Regions from separate parts of the Sus scrofa genome. Here region 2 is linked to region 1. Evidence: chromatin contacts called from public Hi-C data. All regions are on one chromosome and are shown on one strand. Each heading gives the region's core, a stretch centred on a gene start, on an enhancer-like site or on the middle of the called end of the contact. The rest is flanking DNA. Distances are from core to core; before and after follow the strand shown.

Region 1 (7,167 bases), core at 3,352-5,851:
GAGGTCTCCCCTGACTCTTATTTGCACTCGCTATCCCACCTCCCACACCACCTGTCTCCCTTGCTCTGGGCTTCCCGTAGGCAGAGGTGGACCTGAGATTCCATTCCCAAAGATCTGTCTCTTTCTACTTTGAAGTGGGGAGTCAAGAAAGCTGATAAAAAGCCATTACACAACTTTTAAGAATCAAATGGATCGGTAATTACTGGTTAGCAGAATTTTAAAATACAGTTTGTATTCTCCATTTCCAACTCCTGCTTTCCTAGAGTGATAGAACACTGACCTGGGAGTTAGAAACCTTGGATTCTAGGCCTCGATCTATTACTCAGGAGCTCTGTGACCTGTGGCAAGCAAGTCCTCAGTCTTGGTCAGCCTGGGAAGTGAGGGAACTGGGACTAAATGATCCATGAGGTTAACACTCCAATCCTGTCAACTCTGCTTCCAAAATAAATCCCAATGCTGTCAATGTTTCTCATCCCTGCTGCGCTACCTCCTCTCCGTGCTCTATTCACTTCCTGCCAGGCCATTGCATCAGCCTCCTTACCTCCTTTCACTCTTGTCTTTAATCCAGCTTCCACATAGCTGCCTAAGGTGTAACTCAGAGCATGCCTGTTTCTCTCTGAAACCCTCCAGCAGCTTCCCACTGTGCTGAGAATCACCCCTGTGCTCCCCACCGTGGCCTGCAGGGCCTCTCACCATCTGGCTCTGGGCTCCCTCCCTCATCTGGTTCCAGCCACAGTGGTGTCCAGCCCCTCAGATTTGCCAAGCTCATTCCTGCCTAAGCAATCCTTTGTTTTGCTTACAAGTTCTTCCTCCTTGTGTCCTCCTGGTGGATTCCCTCTCATTTTTTTAGGACTCAGCTTCAAGGTCTTTTCCTGAGTGTAAGCTCCCTTTCCTGATCACTTTTTCTAAAGCCAGTTCTTCCTCATTAGTTTAAAATTCAGCTCCCTACTTATTTTTTTGTTCCCATAGAGACATTTACCACAATGTAACATTAAGTCATGCAATAGTCACAAAATGGAATACCATACAACTGTAAAAAGAAATCTATGTATTGATATAGAACAATTTAAGATATTGTTCAGTGAAAAAAAAAATCCCAAGGTGAAGTCCAGAGTGTATAGAATACCACCATTTGTATAATAGAGGGGGAAGAATATATTTGCTTGTATATGCATATGTTATCTCTGGATGGGCACAGAAGAAACTGATAACATTGCTGGCCTTTATGAGGAGGACTAGGTGGCTAGGGGCAGGAGTGGGGGGCTTTTCACTGTGCACCTTTTTGTATTTTGAATCATATAGTGTACCACCTATGAAAAATAAATAAGTAAATATTTAAAAATTGTGTAACTTGCTTTGTTTTCCTACCTCCCCAAAGAGAACATAAACATTCTGACAGTGTGTACCATGTCTTTTTTCATTCCCTATTATTATTATTATTATTTTTGTTGTTGTTGCTATTTCTTGGGCCGCTCCCGCAGCATATGGAGGTTCCCAGGCTAGGGGTCTAATCAGAGCTGCAGCCACCGGCCTACGCCAGAGCCACAGCAACTCGGGATCCGAGCCGCGACTGCAACCTACACCACAGCTCACGGCAACGCTGGATCGTTAACCCACTGAGCAAGGGCAGGGACCGAACCCGCAACCTCATGGTTCCTAGTCGGATTCGTTAACCACTGTGCCACGACGGGAACTCCTTCATTCCCTATTATGTCCTCAGCACTTAACACAATGCCTGGCACTTAATAGGGCTCAGTAAGTAATTACAGGATGAATGGATGAAAGAATGAAGGTCTCTTCCTGTTCTAACACTGGATTCTAATCTTAGGCCTTCAAAGAATAAAAGAAACACAGGTTCTAGAACCAGCCATTTAGAGGGAACCAAAGAGACACCGAATTGTTTTGCAGTGTGGTGGACGCTTTTCCTTTGTGGTTATCGATAAGCTTAAAAAAAATGTGACGGGGAGAGTATGGCAGGTGAAATGTGACTGATTTGCCTGGCACAGATGCACTTATCAAGTGAGAGCCCAAGAGGACACAAGAGGACAATGTCCTGCTTGGACCATGCCCCATCACAGCCTCTGCAGATGGCAGCCTGAGGGACAAGCAAAGCAGCCCCCTTTCCTGAGGCCTCAGAACATTCGGGATCACAAAACCTACCACACTCCAGTTCTGAGATTGTCTTCTTCCTTGGATTCTAAATTTTTTGAGGTCAGGAACTGTCTGTCTTGCTCACCAGTATACTTACATCCTGGGATAGAAGAGACAAGGAGTTAAGTGAAAGAATAAAATTTGAGGAGTTTCTGTCATGGTTCAGCGGAAACGAATCTGACCAGTATCCATGAGGATGTGGATTCAATCCCTGGCCTTGCTCAGTGGGTTAAGGATTGAACTGTGGTATGGTATGTGGTATGTGGTGTGGTGTGGTAGAAGCGGCTCGGATCTGGTGTTGCTGTGGCTGTGGTGGCGGCTACAGCTCTGGCTGGACCCCAGCCTGGGAGCCTCCATATGCCACGGGTACGGCCCTTAAAAAAAAAAAAAAAAAAAAAAAAAAAAAAAAAAGAATAAAATTTGAGTTGAACATCTGGAAGAGGGAGCTGTAATACCACATATAACCAGAAGGTGGCACTAGAGGATCATTTTCTGAGATGTCAGTTCAGCCCAAGACTTAACAGTCTGGGGTGCAGAGTGCTATTTTGACCAAGGGAAAGTGTAGCTGATTTTTGACAAGTTTACTGAGCAGCTCTACAAGTCACTAGGGTTTATAAGAAGAGACACAGCTGGGCCAGGGAGACAGAAGCCTACAGCAGAAATCAACACTGTATAAGAAGACAAGTGCTATTCTGGCCTTCAGGAATCCGGAGAAGGAAAGATTAAGTCTGGTTGAAGCATTTGGGGAAAGTTCACAGAGGAAGTGACATCTCCTCTGGGCCTTGAAAGTGGGGAGGATTTATGCAGTTGGAGGACATTCTAGGTAGAGGGGATGGATTCATGAGAAATTGGAGACTGGTGAATTACCAAGAATGGCTGCATTGTCCAAGATTTTGGGGAGATCAAGGGGTAAAGAAAACATTCTGCTCTGAGAGTTTACATTTTTGATGAAAGGACAAAAGACTTATGGAATTAATGCAACACCTACAGTAGCAGCTCAAGAAATAGTCAAAGGATTGAGATTTATGTGTCAGGTAAATATTAGATTTAACATTAATAAATGCGTTACTGAATGAATGACTCCTGGGACTCTGGTAGTTTCTTTGCTAAATCACATATACTTGCTGATACTTTAAGAATGTGTTTTCCAGAGTTCCCATTGTGGCGCAGTGGTTAACGAATCTGACTAGGAGTCATGAGGTGGCCGGTTCGGTCCCTGGCCTTGCTTAGTGGGTTAAGGATCCGGCGTTGCCGTGAGCTGTAGTGTAGGTTCCAGATGCGTCTTGGATCCTGCGTTGCTATGGCTCTGGCGTAGGCTGGTGGCTGCAGCTCCCGATTGGACCCCTAGCCTGGGAACCTCCATATGCTGCGAGAGTGGCCCTAGAAAAGGCAAAAAGACAAAACAAAACAAACAAAAAACCCCCCAAAAAAACCAGAATGTGTTTTCCAAGATTCTTTCTTCCTGTGTCTGAAGCTCTTTACAGACAGCTTTTCCTTCCTCCAAAGATAAGAAATCCTGACCCAAAAAGGAAAGGACTGCAATAGCCTCTGAGGTCCCTGTTACCTAGAGCTTTCCTTCTGAGAGGATTCCCAAGCCCTGTCCCTAGAACATAGCCTCCTTCCTTAGAGCTGAGATGATAGTAACCATCACTTACATATTTATAGCAGTGATGTCATCCATCACTTCCATATTGATAAATCCACTGGAAACATTTCAAAGCTCATTTTTAATTCAGAAGGCTTCTTCTTTATCGAAACACTTTCCATCTTACTTGTGTGACCCTGGGCTCTCCAGTTTACTGCTAGCCCCTCTCCTCTTCTTGGCTTCATCAGCTGCTTTCTTCCATTCCTCTCTGCAGCTGTTTAAGGTTGAGTTCTAAGCCCTAGCCTCTTACTTTATCCTTTTCCTGTGTGATCTCATTCCCCCTCCGTTTTGTTTTTTTTTTGTCTTTTTAGGGCTGCACCCATGGCACATGGAGGTTCCCAGGCTAGGGGTCTAATTGGAGCTACAGCTGCTAGCCTATGCCATAGCCACAGCTACGCCAGATCTGAGTCACATCTGCGACGTACACCACAGCTCATGGCAACACCGGATCCTTAACCTACTGAATGAGGCCAGGGATCAAACCTGCATCCTCATGGATACTAGTCAGATTCATTTCTGCTGAGCTATGACCAGAACTCTGGGGATCTCATTTTTCCTTGTGGTTTCAACTACCACCTAGATGTCAAACGTCCTTGGAGTTTCCTCGGTGGCTCTCCTCTGCACTCCAGCCCACACACCCAACAGCCTACTTGACTTTTTCACTTGGATGTTTTGTGGGCATCTTAATCTCAACATGTATAAAAACTCCCCATCTTCCCCACCTATTCCCCTATCCTGGTGAATGCCCGCATCACCCAGTCTGTTGCTTCAGCCAGCAGCCTGTGTGTGTGACTCATCCTTGACTCAGGTCCTGATCATTCCACCCCCTCACTGTCTCCCGAATCTTTCCACTGCCCTCCATTCTCAACACTACCATTATCTCGAGCTGCCCCTTTTGCAGGCCATTCTCTCCTCAGTTGCCAAAGTGACCTTTTAAAAAGGCAAATAAGATCATGCCAGGACTCAACATTCTTCAAATACCATCCCATTTCCCTTATATAAAATTGCAGCCCTTTAACCGTGACCTTCAAGACTTTGTATGATCTGGCTGGTACCTACCTCTCAGGCTCTGTCTCGTGCTGGTTTTTTCCCCACTCTACTTCAGCCAGTAGGAATTTCATTTATTTAAGCAACCAGGCATTTATAGAGTGCCTCCGTTGTGCCACGCGTGGTACAAGGTGCTTAAGTGTAAACAAGGTGTCTCTGCCCTCATACCCTTCCTGAGCTCTCTCTTCCCGCATCAGGCTGATTTCGCATGATGCTCCCGCTGCCCGAACTCCCTCCTCCAACGCATACACTCTACTCCCCTCTGCTGCTAACTCCAGCACACCATTCAGGTCAAAATTAAATGTCATTTCCTCTCTGAAGCTCTCCAGGGGCAGTTAGGACTCCTGTTATAGATCCCAGGATCCTGACTTGCCTTCATTACTCACATCTGTTTCCCTTGCTGGACCAGAGGCTCCATGAGCCTAAAAACCAGGTCTGCTGTGTTCGCCAGTGCTTGGCACTATGCCTGGCTCATGTCATGATCTCAATATATTAGAATGAAAGGACCCAGGCTTTTCATTTGGATTTGCTCTTTTAGACTATTTGAGGATGATTTTATTTTTTTATTTTGCCTCATTGGCAGCATACTAAAGTTCCCAGGCCAGGGATCAAACCCTCACCATAGCAGTGACCTGAGCCGCTGCAGTGACAATGCTGGATCCTTAACCAGCTAAGCCACACAAAACGCCAGAGGATGGCATCTTAAATGCTCCTAGACAGGGCCACCCTAGGCGTAGTCTTGCACAATCCAGTCTCCCAGGCTCCAATGCTGTGTTTTTAAGGAGGTCGTTGACCTTAATATCACCTGGGTTTAAGAAAGCAAGCACCCAGCCCACACAGAGATCCGAGGCTAAAGCCTTTCGTACAGTCAGCTCATCCTACGGCAAGGTGGCTCAGGGGTGTCAAACAAAGAACAGGGGCTTTCCAATGAGAAGGATTCTGGCTTCAGGCCTTGGTCACTTGCTGGTGGGGTGAACAGGTCATTCGATGTTTCCGTCTCTCAACTTTCCTACCTGTGGGGAAGACAGGCATAGTCAGATGTGTATTGCTGGGCTGATGGGAGGCATTCATGAGTTCACAGAGGACCCGTTAAACCCATTAATGTCAGCTTCTTTCCTAACCATGAGGCAGTGCAGGTGAGTGGTTAGCAGTCTGGGATCTGGGTTAGACAGACCAGGGTCTGAGTCCTGGCTTCATCACTTCTTAGTTAGCTGAACTTCGGGAGGTCAGGTAACATCTGTGAGTCTCAGTATGTGCATGAGGAAAATGGGGACCAAGCTGTACCTGCATCCAGGGTTGTTGTGAGCATTTATGCGAAGCTCATGTACCCAGAGCCTGGTACCTGGTAGGTGCTCAGTAGATGCGCACAGCATCATGTCGGAGGTGGCCAGGGGGACAGAGAAAGTGGGTCAGCAGTTCTGATTCTCACTGGTGGGTTCATTTGGGAGCTGTTTATCAAGGATCCAATTTGCAGAGCGTCCCGTAGGGCACCCCCTTCTCTCAAGTCTAGTACAGAAGACATGTACATAAGTAAGGAAACTTTTCATGTGCAAAGTGACAAACGTTATTTTTTTTAAAAAAAGAGAGAGACTCAAAAACTTGTCGAATGAAAGAAGCTAGAAGCAAAAGAGCCCATGCCACATGATTCCATTTTTATGACACTCTAGAACTGCTGATAGAGATCAGAGGAGTAGTTCCTGCTGAGGTTTTGGTTGGGAAAGGCATGAGGCAACTTTCTGGAAATGTTCTGTCTTTATCTGGGTAGTGGACCCCTGGGCATATGCCAAATATGTAAAAATTCACCCAGTGGTACACTTAAGATTTGTGGAAATCTTACATACAGTAAACTGTATGTAAATAAAATATATATATTTTAGGGCTGCACTCGTGGCATATGGAGGTTCCCAGGCTTGGGGCTGAATCAGAGCTTCAGCTGCTGGCCTACGCCACAGCTCACGTCCACACTGGATCCCTAACCCACTGAGTGAGGCCAAGTATCAAACCCACATCCTCATGGATACTAGTCAGGTTTGTAACCCACTGAGCCTCAACGGGAACTTCCTGTAAATTATATTTTAAACAATCCGCACAGAGGAGTTTAGAGAAGGGAGGGGTCAGGGCAGGCCGCCCAGCGGGGAGGGAACTGCAGTGGGGAAAGAGCCACTTTCTCTCTCTTGGTGGCTCAGTAACAGGGCATCTAAACAAAGCACTTGATCTTAAATGGAGTCGGGAATCATCTGTAAGTGGTTTTGGATATTATTTGCTCTCTGTTTACATTGGGAAAAAAAAAGTTCGGGATTATATAATTGCAAAAGTCATAGTCA
Region 2 (7,167 bases), core at 2,707-5,206, 1.6 Mb after region 1:
TAAAAAGTGGGGACAGACAGAAAGGAGCCACTTCAGGCCCTGGAACCTGAGGGGCCCTGGGAGGGGACAGGTCCTGACAGGTTAGCAGGTTTTCCATGCGGAGGAAAGGATAGTAGTTTATCTCAGGAGCTGCGGCTCCTCCTTGGAGCCCCGGGGGGAGACCCAGGACTGAGACGCGGCTCCTGGACCTGAATCCCACAGAGATGCAGCTCCCATCTCGAGCCCCTTGGACTCTCGCCCCTCGCTCAGCACTTACACACCGTCTCCTTTCAGTCTCCACGCCCAGCCAGGTGGGAACTGTTCTCCCCATTTCCCAGATGAGAAAACTGAGACCTAAAGGGGCAGTCACGGGCCTGACGCCACACAGCACATCGGGGACAGCAAGGGGACTCCCCCAGGTCCTTGGATGGTGGGGGCATCTGGGGACTCCCCAGTCACCTCTACTTCTTGGTCTCTTGCACACGGAGGCTGAAGTTATTTTGAAGTTGAAGACACTGCTACCCTGATCTGGGAAAAGAAGACTTGACCCCTGCCCACTGCAACAGGAGAGGGAAGGCGAACAGGAAGGTGCCTCCTGGGGGCGCTCTTACTTCACACCCCACCCTTCCCCAACCTTCAGGTCTGAGCTGCCACCTACGGTCCAGCAAAGCCTCTGGACAGGCCCTGGGAGACCAGAGGTGCCTCCAGCCCAGGCCCTTCACAGGGCATCTCGGAGCCAGCGGTAAGAGCAGGACAGTAACAACCATCTCAGAGAGACGCACACCCACAGGGGGCCCTGGAGAGGGGCCAATGACCTCCTTGGGAGCCTCTGTGTGCAGGAGGGAGGGGGCAATTTAAAGAGATTGGATTAGATGCTACTGAGTGTGACAAGTGACAGAACTATCCCAGCTCCCAGTAAGGATTCCTGAACCCCACCCCCCCAGCCAGCCTGGCCACCCCATTCCTGGGCTGATGGTGCCATCGTGTGGCCAGATCCCTCCATAGCAGCCCCAGGTCTGCGATTCCAGCCCCTCTAAAATCACTTAACTCCAGGGTCCAAGGCAGTCCTTGAGATCTTCTTGCCAAGGGTCAGGGGTCCATTTCACAGGCAGGGAAACTGGGTCACCCAGGCAGCAGCAAAGGGTGAGGGAGAACAGCAGACAATTTATCGCACAACATGCTTGGGCAGCAACTAGATCCTACTGCACCTAGAATGTTCAACTACTTTGAAGGTTATCTTAGAGGTAATAGGGAGCCATAGAAGGTTCTTAGGCAGGGGTGTGACCTGATCAGATGTGCACTGTAGAACCGACATGTTGGTATCAGTGTACAGAATGGCAAAGAACAAGGCAGGACAACCAGTTGAACTTCTATGCTCCCACTCTGTGGAGAAAGGACTAGGAACCCCCTTTCATCCTAGTGGGTCTGAGCCTCAGAGATGGAAGGTTCTGGAAAAAGTCCTAACTTTAGAGCCAGAGATTCAAAGGCTCAAATCCCAACCATGCTGCTTATCGGCTGGGTGATACTCTGTTTCCCTGTTTGTGAAAACAATGTATTTAAAATATCACTAAGAAGTTTGAATTTGAGGCATTCCCATGTGGCTGAATGTGTTAACATACTGTCCGTGGGGATGTGGGTTCAATCCCTGGCCTCATTCAGTGGGTTAAGGATCCAGCATTGCTGAAGCCGCGGCAGAGCCCACAGATGCAGCTCAGATCCAGCATTGCTGTGGCTGTGGCGTAAGCTGGCAGCTGCAGTTCCAATTTGACCCCTAGCCCGGGAACTTCCATATGCTGCAGGTGCAGCTGTGAAAAGAAAAAGAAGAAGAAAGAAGTTTGAATTAGAAATTGCATGTGGAATTGCATGTGGGTTACGGATCCGGTATTGCCATGAACCATGGCGTGAGTCGCAGACGTGGCTCGGATCCCGAGTTGCTGTGGCTCTGGTGTAGGCCAGTGGCTACAACTCTGATTCAACCCCTAGCCTGGGAATCTCCATGTGCCGCAGGAGTGGCCCTAGAAAAGGAAAAACGACCAAAAAAAAAAGAGAGAGAGAGAGAATGTGTATTACCAAGCACCTAGTGGATGATTCAAAAAAGGTAACTCAAGGAGTTCCCACTGTGGCTCAGCAGTAATGAACCCAGGTAGTATTCATGAGAATGTGGGTTTGATTCCCAGCCTTGCTTGTGGGTTCAGGATCCGGCATTGCTATGAGCTGTGGTGTAGGTCATAGACGCAGCTGAGATTTGGCATTGCTGTGGCTGTGGCGTAGGCCTGCAGGTGCAGCTCCGATTAGACCCCTAGCCTGGAAACCTCCATGTGCCCTGAGTCTGACCCTAAAGAAAAAGTAACTCAATAGGTGCCCTAAATCTGATTCGGACCCCAAATATGCGAAGGTTGCCATGCCCCTGAGAACAGCGCTGTCCCTTCCCCAGGTCTACCGATCCAATGGTGGTGAGCCCCTCCTCCCCTCCCCGCTGGCCCCCACCAGCAGTGGCTCTAAAGGGCAGGGGTCCCACATTCAGGTAGCCGGAGACTCCTCCTGTTTGAACTGGCTTCACGTCTTAAGCCAACGGGGTGCTGGGACTTCCCCACGCCCCTGCCGTTTTTCACAGCGCACTGGTTCAGGAGCAAATCGTGTAATTAAAAGAGGAGAAAAATGCAAAACAATCCCCTGAGCGGACTTTGCCATCTTCCCTCCCTTGTAAATCCGTTAATGAACTGTAATTACAAAGACAAACCCCTTACTGAAACCTAGTAAGCAATTCACTGTGGGGCCTAGAGACTCCCATTGTCATCCAAGACCAGAGGAAGGAAAGGGGGGGGGGAATTCTAATTAGTTTAGTCCCGTTTAATCTACACAAAAATCAAAATATATAGATATACATACACGTGTGCGTGTGTGTGTGTGTGTGTGTGTGTGTGTGTGTGTTACAAACTAATTCGCCGTCTGCCAAAAGACTGCAGCTGCCCTGGGGAGATGCTGGTTTTCCTTCTTTCGGGGACTTGTTTATAACCTTCTGTTAATCAAGCTGAAAGCAGGGAGAGACATGGGAATTACATGGAGAGGGTGGACGGCTTGGGGGCCTGAGTAGCTGTGGAGAGAAGTGAGATGAGCCAGCAGCAGAGTGTGGGTTTCAAAGATCCCAGGATGCCAGCTCCCCCGCCTTCCCCGGAGCCTGAGGACATGGTCCTTTAAGAACTGCTTCCCACCCCCGCTTCAGGGAAGAAGGCTGGGATCCACCGGAGTTGTTCCTGCGGGGCTTCCTCTCCATCCCTGCCCCCACCCACCCATTCGGAACTTGCATTGGTTCTGCCGGCGCTGCTCCCAGGCCCCTGCATCTATAGGGGCCTCCTTGAAGAACCACGGCTAGGGAATCCCACATGGCTGATATTCCACCCTTGGTCCAGGAACAGGTAGAGCCCCAGGCCTAGCCAGTCACAGCCTTGCATCCCCTTGGCTACAATGATCAATCAAGGGTGAGCGCAGGACCCAATCAGAGCCAAGGGGACTGAATTATGCGAATGTCCATACACTTGGAGGTGGCAGGGTGGGGCCTTCTAGGGGAGCGGGCCTGCCTGGGACCGAGGCCCTATCATGGTGAAGACCAGAGTCAAAAGTGGAGAGAGAGTCGGAGTCCAGCCCCCTGCCCCAGCACCTTTGGGCGCCGGATCCCATCGGCTCCCTTCTTGGGCTTAAGCTGATTGATGTGGAGTTTCTGTCACTTGCAACCAGGGCCTGAGGTCCAGACTTTGGGCGATTGATCTCGATGCTTCTCCCACCACTGCATCTTACTCTCCCCCTGCCATGGAATTCCTCGGGCAGGAATGTTGGGCCAGGAAGCAGCCCTCCCCCTGCAGGATGGCTGCGTCCTGGGCACACACCCTTCTCCATTTATTGCTTTTGTGGAAAATCCTGAGGCCCAGCCCCGGAGGTTGAGATCCCCAACCCACCGCAGCTCAGCCTGGACTGGGGCCTGTGCCAGGCCTGACTGGGCAGGAGGCCCGACCACAGCCTCGGGCCCACGAGTTCCAGCCTCTGAGCTGTGGCCTCTCCCAGCCTTTGCTCCGAGGGCCCTTCCCTCGCTCTGGGCTCTGATTATTCCCGGGGGGGGGGGGGGGGCGCTGCTCGGACCCCAGCCTGCTCGGCCAGGCCCTTAATCCCTGCCGAGTCCCCACAATGCCCCTCCTTATCGTCCAGCCCTGCCCCTCTGTCCTCTGAGGTCCAACTTTGGGCTCCTCCAGGACCCAGGTCCACCGTCTGCCAAACTGGGAGCCTGCTGACAGCCTGGGGGAATGACAGGGGAAGAGAGGGGCCACTGGGGTCTGCTGAGCACCCACTGTGCGCCCAGAGCTTGACTTCCTTTATCACAGGCAGCAGAGCTAAGTACAGGCTATTCTTGAGAAAGCCCTTAGCATTGCGTAAACTGAGGAATCAGATCCCCCAGTGACTCCAGCAATCCCATCACCTGAAACATGCATGTCAGTTAAGGCTACCTCCTGGGGTCACTGGCAGGATCCATCAGGGCCCTCAGTGCCACCCTCGGGAGGAGTTTCTCAGCTCTCCCTGTAAGTAAGGATCTGAGCTGACCCAGGTCTCACTGCCTCATCCAGACACACGGTTCAGCTGCCTGCACCTGACCCAGCAGGGCCAGCCTCAAAGTCACGCCCCGTCCCCGGTGTGTATGATATGGTCCCTGCCCATCCCAGCTGAGGCCTCTTCACAGCCCACATCACACCCATCTGAGGGTGTGTGGAAGAAATGTGAGGTCCACTGGTAACTGGAGAATCTGGCCCCATCCTCTCCTTAATTAAATCCTTTCCATCACTTCACACCACACCCCAAAGGGAGCCCCTTCCCAGTCTAGTCTTGGGCTTCCTCCCTGCTGCTGGCTGCTCCCCACCACGTAGAGCTGCACCCATGTGCCTTCCTGCCTCAGGACCCTTGCACATGCTGCTCCCTCCACTTGACATGCTCTTCTCCACCCCGCCTGCAACCCCCTAACTCTTAAACCACTTTTGGATCCATGCTTAGGTCCACCTCTTCCCAGATACAGCCCCACCCCTGCATGGCTTGAGTAGACCCCGCTGCAACCCCTGCAGCAAGCCCTTGATCAAAGCCACTTTCACATATTGACATCTGGGCAAGTTGTTCTGGCTTGTATGTGAATTAAGTTGAATTTCATGCTAACTCGAACAATCTACTTGTGGTTTATCAAACATACACTGCAGATCTGCTCTAATTATTAAAGAAAAAGGGCATTGACCAGAAGTAAAGAGCGCGCATGTTAAAAGTGAAGAGTAAATGCCTCCCTTCCTGGCGTCCCGGTCCTGGTCCTCTTTCCTTCGAGGGAAAGACTCCTCTCCAGGTGCCAAGGTCATACTGACTTACTGGGTACATGCTCATCTGGTGGGTTGGTTTTTTCTTTTGGTGGTGGTGGTGGGGGGACTTGAAGGAATGTATCCCAACCTGTTGAAGGGTCTTTATTCTGGAAAAACATAAACCTATGCGGAAACCCTACTTCTCAAAGCAGTTCCTCAGACTTACCTGAGAGGCTGTCTCCTGGGTATAGTCCTCAGTTTGGCTCAAACAAAACGCTTTTCTATTCCTATTAGAGATCATTTATTGATTATGTTCGTTGATACCCTAATTCCTCTGTCCTGTATCCCAGTGGGGCTCTCGGTGCAACCTTCTGTCTGATGTCTGTCTGTCCCACCAGACTGATCACCGGGAGACTAAAGACAAGCAGGCATTTTCCATTGTGTCGCTGGCGCCTAGCGTGTGCTTTGGTCTTTGGTGATGCTTCATCAATGTGGAAGGAAGGAAAGAAAATAGGGAGGGAGGGATAAGACTCGAACTGTCCCTGGAGCCTGCAGCCTGACTCACAGTTCCTCCCCTCCCACCTCTAGCCACGTGTCCCTTTTCTGATCCCCCTCCCTCCCCACACACCCTCAATGTCCTATTTCCAGATTGCCCCTGCAGGGCTTTCTCCTGCAGGCCCAGCCCTCTTGTTCCCTGCAAATCCTCTGCTGCCTCCTCAAAGGAGCCCTGCAGGGCTGGCCACACCCATGCCAAACCCTCTGTCTGTCTGGGCGCCCTCACTTGACTACAGCCAGAAGGGTGCCCTTGCCCTATTTACTGCTGAGGAAGCCCAGTTCAGAGGGGGAAGGAGTTTGCCCAAGGCAAGGGGCCCTGGGGGACTCCTGCCAGGGCAGTATGACTCCAAAGACAGGGCTGCTCACCCCTCTCCCATCACCGCCCTGTGAGACATTTCCCAGAAACTCTAGGCCCAGTGCTTGATCTCTGGCACCATCTTTGTTTCTTTGACCTCATTAAAGTAGCGTTGATGGCGTTCCCGTTGTGGCTTGCTGTAAGGAATCCGACCAATACCCATGAGGACACGGGTTCAATCCCTGGCTTCGCTCAGTGGGTGAAGGATCTGGCTTTGCTCTGGCTTTGGCATAGGCTGGCAGCTGTAGCTCCGATTCAACCCCTAGCCTGGGAGCTTCCATATGCCACAGGTGCAGCCCCCAAAAAAGTCTTTGGCTTCTTTGGGGATTTCTCCTTATTCCTGGATCATCTCTCCATTTAACAGATGAAGAGCTAAGGCCCACCAGGTTCTCACAGAAAGAATTAAGTGAGGCTGGGGGGTCAGGCCATGGAAACAAGGACTTCTGTACATTTTGTGCTCCCCGCTATCCTTAGTGCCCAGGAGCGGGCCTGGCCTTGGTGCACTGCAAACGTTTGCCGCAGGCTGAGTGATGAGCTGGTTGCTGTCCCAGCCTCACCTCCCGAGCCTGGCACTCAGGCTGGTACCACACAAAGCAGAGGGAAGGCTGTCCCCATCCCAGCCTCCTGGTGGGGCCGGGGGTGGACACCTGTTCACATAACACAGGCGGCTCCTCCCTGTCGAGGAGCAGGAGGCTTGCAGAGAGCTGTGTGCACATATCTAGGGTGGCCTTCCAGCAGGTAACAGATGCCCCAGGTGGCCACAGCCTCTCAAGGGACACCAGAACCAGATGGGAACAAGGGAGGTGTTGAGGAACTGACAGGTGTGGGTGTGTCCCTGAGACCAGGAAACCACCCTCCAGATGGCACCAGTGACGCCAGCTCCACTCTGGATGCAAAGTGTGGGTGGGCACCGTTTTGGGCGCTTCTCACCCGTTCCTCATTCACACCCTGCCACCC

The links. Hi-C and Micro-C count contacts between places; a contact is called where the count stands out from the background.
Region 2: a contact with region 1 is called in a Hi-C map of embryonic fibroblasts, with 2.4 times the contacts expected there. The contact joins two enhancer-like sites. A contact is called at or near these places in 2 of 47 Hi-C or Micro-C datasets (embryonic fibroblasts and heart right ventricle).

The regions. Positions count from the first base shown.
Region 1 is chr6:85,755,425-85,762,591 of Sscrofa11.1, forward strand. YTHDF2 (YTH domain-containing family protein 2) reads left to right here. Exons shown (of 7, transcript XM_005665152.3): 7 at 1-1,326. Among named protein-coding and RNA genes, the nearest start is that of OPRD1, 17 kb to the right of the region's middle. Within about 2 kb of position 4,602, at least 10 of the 83 cell types and tissues checked have an H3K27ac peak or open chromatin away from gene starts, as enhancers often do. A contact at or near this core is called in embryonic fibroblasts, where this site is marked.
Region 2 is chr6:87,332,840-87,340,006 of Sscrofa11.1, forward strand. No RefSeq gene overlaps it. Among named protein-coding and RNA genes, the nearest start is that of MATN1, 15 kb to the right of the region's middle. Within about 2 kb of position 3,957, at least 5 of the 83 cell types and tissues checked have an H3K27ac peak or open chromatin away from gene starts, as enhancers often do. A contact at or near this core is called in embryonic fibroblasts, where this site is marked.